Linked DNA regions of Mus musculus: region 2 is linked to region 1. A link is a contact called in public Hi-C data. All regions are on one chromosome and are shown on one strand. The core of a region is the stretch at or near the end of the contact, and the rest is flanking DNA. Distances in the headings are between cores, read along the strand shown.

Region 1 (3,513 bases), core at 432-2,931:
ACCACACACTTGGAGAGCCTGGAGCACTCTCCAGCTCCATTAGTGATGATATAAAGAATGTTCATAAAATCTATACTAGTAAATGATTTAGGACGGTCATGCATGCGCGTACGCACACCCACACACACCCACACACCAATGGAAACAAAACCAAACAACAAAAGAAGGGAGAGTTGACAGGTGTCAGGATGCCCTTAGGGGCACATGGCTGACCCCAGTACTCAGTTACTAAAACCCAAGAAGATGCCTCACCCGCCTCTGAGCCCATCACAGAGGTAGGGTATTTGGGGGCCTCAGTTCTGTACCCACCTGTCAAAAAGTACTGCCTACCTCCCTTGCTCTTCCATGACAACTAAACTGTGTCCCCCCAGCCTTCCCCACTCCCACCATACCCACCCCCCACCAAACCTAGGCCCCCAACTATACCTACCCCTCCATACCTAGGCCCCACCATATCTTGCCTCCCCAACCATACCTACCCTCCAAATCATACCTACCCCCCACAAAGTGGGTCAGAACCTCAAGATTCTCACATCTAAAGCAGGTAAGAAGAGGTAGATGGCTCAGGAGAAAAAACAAAACCATTCCACATGGAGGTGTCAGGACCAGAGGGAGGCCATGAGTTTGTGTGCCCTCAGATGGGTTAGCAGGAGACCTTAACTCTCTTCCTCTGGCACCTGCAGCCTTTGGTAGCTCTCATTTGCTCCCTTGCTCCCTGTGTAGTACACAGGCTATGTGACCACACACAGTGACTGACAGTTGGACCAGGCTGGATTTAGCACTTTGTAGGCAAACCAGTCAAGGAGTGTGGATGAGGGAAAGGAGACTTTCAGACCAACCTGAGAACCTAGTCATGCCCAGGGCCCAGTACCAGTTCTAGGAGGCACCCTTTTTCCTGTCTCAGGGGACGGGGAGAGGAATAGAGGGCTGAGAAATTCAGAGTCAGCAGCTTATTATAATACGGGAAAGGGCGAGACGAGGAAGGGAGAGGAACTTCCTGCCTGGTCAGGTCAAACTCCAAGTTCCCTGAGCGGCTAGCTTAAGACTCAGCCCCAGCACCCAACACCATCCCCAGCCCCTAGGAAGTAGAATTGGCTGTGTATTGGCCTTTGGATTATCCTAGCAGCCCATAACGTAGCTGGTGAGGAAACTGAGGCATACAAGAGACGGACGGTCCTCAGCGTGTCCCCAGACATAGTGCATCTGCAAGGCTGTGTTTGAAGCGTCTCTGAGCACTGCTCCCTTGGATAGCTTCTTCTGGAGAGACCGTGTGTGTGTGTGTGTGTGTGTGTGTGTGTGTGTGTGTGTGTGTGTGCGCGCGCGTGCGTGTGCGCGCGTGCTATCTGGCTCCAGCAAGGAGCCCAGCTTAGCCTCGGGAGAGAGCAAAGCTTCCTAAGACAGACTCAGACCAGGACAGAGTCAGCCCCACCCGGAGCCCCCTTTCAGAAGTTAGGCTTCCAAGAAGGAACACCCAAATTGTCCAGTTGCTGCAGAGCCCCAGCCTCCGGGGGCAGGGGCCTCCAGGAGAGTCTGTAAATGGTTTCCTCACAATCACCCTTCTCAGGACGGTGGGGGCATCCACTACTCAGCCGGAATTTGACTCTCATGGCATAGAGCCCGGTCTCCGTGGCAGCGGAGGATTTATTACCAGGCCTCCGCCCAGCATGCTGGACTTTCGACTCCAAGCTGGAGTAAAGAGAACCAAACTCAGTTCCAGGAGTAAGGGGAGCCTGAGGATGGTGAGTGAGGGGCTGTGCCGGAAGGAGGTGGGAAGGGCCCCCGCTGAAGCCCCCTCTTGACTGTTCTTTCTCTGCTACAGGCCAAGTTCCTTTCCCAGGACCAAATTAATGGTAGGTTGGGTTTGTTCTTTAATTAGTAATTCGCCACAAAATGTGTGTCTCATTAGGCAATTTGCTTTGCTGGGTTTTGTTGGTAGGAAGGAAGGCCCCGAGGGGTGGACAGCTGGCCCACCCACAGGCTTGGGGCCAGGTGCTGTGGGGCAGCTGGTTATCTGTTTGGGGGTGGCCCTGAAGACCGACTAACTGACTTCCAGGGCTTGTTATATGTCAGTGTGACTTTCAAGCTGGGTCATAAAAGTGAGCTTGCTTAGTGCTCCAGAGAGCCTGGAAACGGGTCTGGGTGGGAGGCTGGTCATGGAGAAAGGTCACTAACATAGTAATTGAACCAGAGATGGGGGATGGGGCTTTGTAGTCAGTGTAGACAGGCAACAGAACTCAGGGTTACACGCTGGGGCAGGATATTTCTTTATGGACCTTAGACTGTAAAATGAGGGGCTCAGCTGGCACCTCCTGCCTAGTTCAGTGTGGGCACCTTGTTCTTGGGCTTCCCACAGAGCAGAGTTCTGTTTCCCCAAGAGCAGAAAGGCAGAATTAAGTTACACAGGACCTGGCAAACACCTGGCCAGGGATCTGGTGGCTGAGTTTCTGGCAGAGAGGCCAGAGTGCAGCACAGGCCCTTTACGGGATAACTCTCTTTTCCCTGAGGCTGAGCCCCTACACCTGCCCCAACATAGGAGGGAAACAGCCTTGGTAACCCCCTTCTCATTGCCGCTGACATGACACCTTGTCGGTGAGCTAGAACTGCAGGTACACAGGGACACGGAGCTCTGGTGCAGGACACTGTCCAGCAGGCCACAGGGGTGGCTTCTGGTTACCCCAGCAAGGATCTATCCCAGAGATGTAAATGACTAGAGTACAGTCTAGAGCAGGGAGTGACAGCGATGTGTGCCTATTGGTCCTACTCTTAGATTCCTCAACTCCCTATCCCCAAACTAAGGCCCAGAACAGAGGGGACAGTGAGGAGACTCTGCTACACAGAGCCTAGCCCACAGTTAGGGGCCAGGGGCTGGCGGACAATCCACTATGGGAGAATTTGTACTGCTCTTGCAGAAGACCTAAGTTTGGTTCCCAGTACATATACAAGAACTGATCACCATCACCTGTAACTCCATCTCCCAGGGCAAAGGAAACCTTTGGCCTCCTGGGGCACCTGTATGCGTGCATGTGCACACAATGGAAAGTAAAGTCTTTGAAGGGGGGACCTAAGCTAGAGGCCACCTGTCAGCCTCACCAGTCCCCCTACTCTGTCTGGACAACGGACTCACTGCCCCCTCGCTCCCATGGCTTTTGAAACAACTAGAAAGGAAGAAGGCGAATTCTCTTTGTATCCCAGTGTCTAACACCAAGAAGGTGGCCATGAGTGTTTAGAGTTGGAAGCCTGGACAGGGTTGGGCGAGGAATGGGGCTTTGGAAGCTCCCAGGCCAGTCACCTTTGAGTCTCAGTTTTCTTGTCTGAGAAGAGGGTCAACGATGCATCCTGATGTGTTTACCTCACTTCTACTTTACTTCAGCAAGAGTCCTTTCTCTGTGCTAACCCTGCCCTGTGCCAGCCCTTCCCCAGGTGTTAAAAACTGAGCAGGGGGCCGGAAGGTACCCCCCATTCTTGGGGTCACAATCAAGGAGAGTGAAAGACAGAATGGACAGCAGTGAATGA
Region 2 (3,513 bases), core at 606-3,105, 180 kb after region 1:
AGACCTCAACTCAGTGGTGCTCCTTAGTACATCCAGGGGGGCAGGAAGTGCAGAGTGGGGAGATCTCAGGTGTCACTGCGAAGATGAGTGGTAAAGCTCAAGTCTACTAGGCAAAATCTCATCCCATGGTGTCAGGCTCTTGTTATCATACTGGGATCCATAATCAGGCAAACTTTATAGGAAAAGAATCTTGCAGTTTTGGAGGCTGAGAGTACAAATGGTGTGCTGTGGGCTCTGAGCCTGGGGTCGATGGCCCATGGTGGGGCAGGAGCAGAGGGATGATTATGTATTGAGCCAGGAAGCAGAGAGGGAGAGGGAGGCATAGTCATTTCCAAATAACCCTTTCCAATGGTGGACAGCGGAGGGCAGAAGACAGATCATGGACCATGAACAGAAGAAGAAAGAATACATCTTGAGCTAAGAAGCAGAGGGGGAGGCAGTGGTCTTGTTCATTTTTCTGACACCCTTCTCCCCAAAACTACCAAAGAGTCCCACAAGACTTGCCTCACAGTGTTGCCCAAAGGGCCTTCTGCTAGGGACCATCTCTTGAAGGTCCTAACGCTTCCCAATGTCATTACTCCAGGGACTGAACCTCTCTGGTTGCTTGAAGCTTGGGAGGACATTCAAATAGTGCTGAAATTAGAACACTTGGCATTAATTTTATTTCTCTCATTGGGTTTTTGTTGAGTTTCATATGAGGAGTAATGAGATGGAGTTCATGGAAGGTAGCCAGAACACACCTAAGGTCAGTGCCAAAAACCTGTGGCTAATACATAGATAGGGCAGGAAGGCATGTCATTAGCAGTAGCCTGTGCATGTTGACTGGCTGTCATCAGCTGCCTTTTGCTTGCTCTTCAGTGCTGATGGATGGCCCTAGGACCTTGGAGTTGGAAATAGAAAATTTCAGCAATATATGAGAGAGTACCTACCAAGCAGACACACAGAGAGAGTACATTTGCAATATATCTGCAGTATTAAATTTTCATAGGGAGAGTAACAGGGTGCAGGGAGTCCAAGAGAGCTATTTAGGAGAGGCAATAAAAGATGAAAAAAAATTGTTCTTAGATGATTCTAAGATTCTAAGAGTTCTGGTCTGTAGATTCTATAGGTCCATGGCTGAGCGTTGCTCTGTGGCCTGGTATCCACCCAACTCAGTCATGTCAGAGAGTAAGACTGGGGAGGCTCCTTAGCTGTTCTGAAAGGAGGAATGCAAACACAGATGAATCATCTTTGCAGAGGAAGAGAAGGTGACCAGTTTGACCAGTGTCTTAATTAGCTTCCTCCTGAAAAGAGAGCCTGAGGTGAACTTGGGTGTTTTCATGTTGTCCTGGGATGCAGGAGAGAGGAGCAGGCCCAGTGAGCCAGGGCAGGAGAACTAGCCAGCGAGGAATGTGCTACTCTCATGGAAGAGGGACGTCAGCCCTGCTGGGGCATCTCAAAGGAGTCCGAGGCAATGGATCTCAGGATGTTTGAAGGGATGCTATGATTGGGGGTACCTAGCCAAGAAGTATTGGGTTCGAGTTCTCTGACTGTTCTGCCGAATGCCCTGAAGGCTGACTTGTGTGTCATACCTCTCTCCCTCCCTTGCCAGGAGGTCACTTCTGGGTACATGTCGGAGACTTTAGCAGGAGTTTGTGGAGAGGAAGTGTTGTGTGAGACTTTTCCGAGGGAGAACAAATCTCTATTCACCCCAGATTGGGGACCAAAGGGATGATATTCGCAAACATGGTAAAGCAATGCGTATTATTTCAGGAATATGGATGAGGGGTTTCTTATAGGACGAAGGATGAGTCAGAAGCAGCTGCATCATCCATGCCTTCTACACATGGCCGATGACTCATGACATCTGCATCCCTGGAGCTCTCTGCATGACAGGGCAGGTTGCTCAACAGGTCAGCTGATTGGAGAGTCCCACCACCCCCAACAGTGGTTTACTGCTTTCATAACTGGGGGGGGGGGGGGGAATATTGCAAATCTTGTGAGTTTTAGGAACTTCCTGACATTTATGTGCTGTTTTCTCCCCGAATTGTATGACCCTTCCCAGTCCTTATTGCAGGGACTACTTGAATTCAGATGCAATGCTACCTGACAGGAAGAGAGCATGATCAGGTATTTCTTGTTTGCTCTATCCCTACTGATGTGGCTGGCTTTAGCAGTAGCTACCTCTCTCTATTATTACACAGCTCCTGTTAGGAACTCCTTTCTTTCTGGATCTAACTTATGTTGGGTTCCAGCAACAATACAGACATAAAATTCTCTCTGTTTTTCCCTCCCTCCCTCCCTCCCTCCCTCCCTCCCTCCCTCCCTCCCTCCCTCCCTCCCTCCCTCCCTCTGATGCCGGACTCTGAGTGTCTCATCATCCCTTCTTGACATCCAACACTCTGCTCGTATTTCCATGAATGTCTCTTTCTTTCAGGTATTTTCATTTGAACCATCTGAGGTAAAGTTTGGTTCTTATTTGGTGCTGATTCTTTTTTTTTTCTTTTTCTTTATTTTTTTATTTAAATATTTTTTATTAGGTATTTTCCTCAATTACATTTCCAATGCTATCCCAAAAGTTCCCCATACCCTCCCCCCCACTCCCCTACCCACCCATTCCCACTTTTTGGCCCTGGCATTCCCCTGTACTGGGGCATATAAAGTTTGCATGTCCAATGGCCTCTCTTTCCAGTGATGGCCGACTAGGTCATCTTTTGATACATATGCAGCTAGAGTCAAGAGCTCCAGGCTACTGGTTAGTTCATATTGTTGTTCCACGTATAGGGTTGCAGTTCTCTTTAGCTCCTTGGATACTTTCTCTAGTTCCTCCATTGGGGGCCCTGTGATCCATCCAATAGCTGACTGTGAGCATCCACTTCTGTGTTTGCTAGGCCCCGGCCTAGTCTCACAAGAGACAGCTATATCAGGGTCCTTTCAGCAAACTCTTGCTAGTGTATGCAATGGTGTTCGATGCTGATTCTAAGGGTGCCTTATACTCCAGGATTCAGGAGGGCCCTTTATACTTTTCCTTCTATTAAGAAGGACTCCATGTTTGTCATGTGACAACCCACGTTATGGTGAAAGCAACTGACAAAGATTCAGGTCAAGGATGAGGGAATTCAAGCCATGTCTCAGCAAGGCCATAGCACATAAAAGAGGAGGCAGGCGATTTTGACCATTAGTGACCTTGTCAATCAGGAACCTGAGAGGGGGCTCCTGTCCGGCAAGTCAGCCATCAAGTTTTATTTGATGAAAAACTAAAAAAGAGATGTCAGGCTTAAAATTAAATCAAAATTTATCAAATTTTAACTGTCAATCATGGCTTTTGTTATTAATGATTAAAATTTGAATCACACATTAAGATATTTGCAAGTTATACATTTCAAACTATAATGGATCTCTAGTAAATTACATTTTATACAAAGAGCATTGGTTGGAATGGATGGAAGTTCCTTCCCTGGGCTTCCTTGTCCTTTTCTGTTTGGTAAAATCATTTTGATTCGCCATCTTACTAGTTTAAAGAAGCTATGATGG

The links. A called contact is a pair of places that touch in the nucleus more often than the background predicts.
Region 2: a contact with region 1 is called in a Hi-C map of bone marrow-derived macrophages, with 27 read pairs. The contact joins the enhancer-like site here to the promoter of Calml4 in region 1. A contact is called at or near these places in 6 of 39 promoter capture datasets (the 3T3-L1 cell line, the C10 cell line, liver and 2 more), 3 of 484 Hi-C or Micro-C datasets (bone marrow-derived macrophages, liver and nephron progenitors), 2 of 115 datasets of contacts at active chromatin or transcription factors (bone marrow-derived macrophages and kidney) and 5 of 9 other capture datasets (adipose tissue, embryonic stem cells, liver and 2 more).

Annotation. Positions count from the first base shown.
Region 1 is chr9:62,856,423-62,859,935 of GRCm38.p6, forward strand. It overlaps Calml4 (calmodulin-like 4), which reads left to right and starts at 1,682. Exons shown (of 5, transcript NM_138304.2): 1 at 1,682-1,739; 2 at 1,820-1,850. The coding sequence starts at 1,737. It also overlaps the pseudogene Gm10653.
Region 2 is chr9:63,036,381-63,039,893 of GRCm38.p6, forward strand. No RefSeq gene overlaps it. Among named protein-coding and RNA genes, the nearest start is that of Gm39354, 9.8 kb to the left of the region's middle. Within about 2 kb of position 1,856, at least 50 of the 459 cell types and tissues checked have an H3K27ac peak or open chromatin away from gene starts, as enhancers often do. A contact at or near this core is called in bone marrow-derived macrophages, where this site is marked.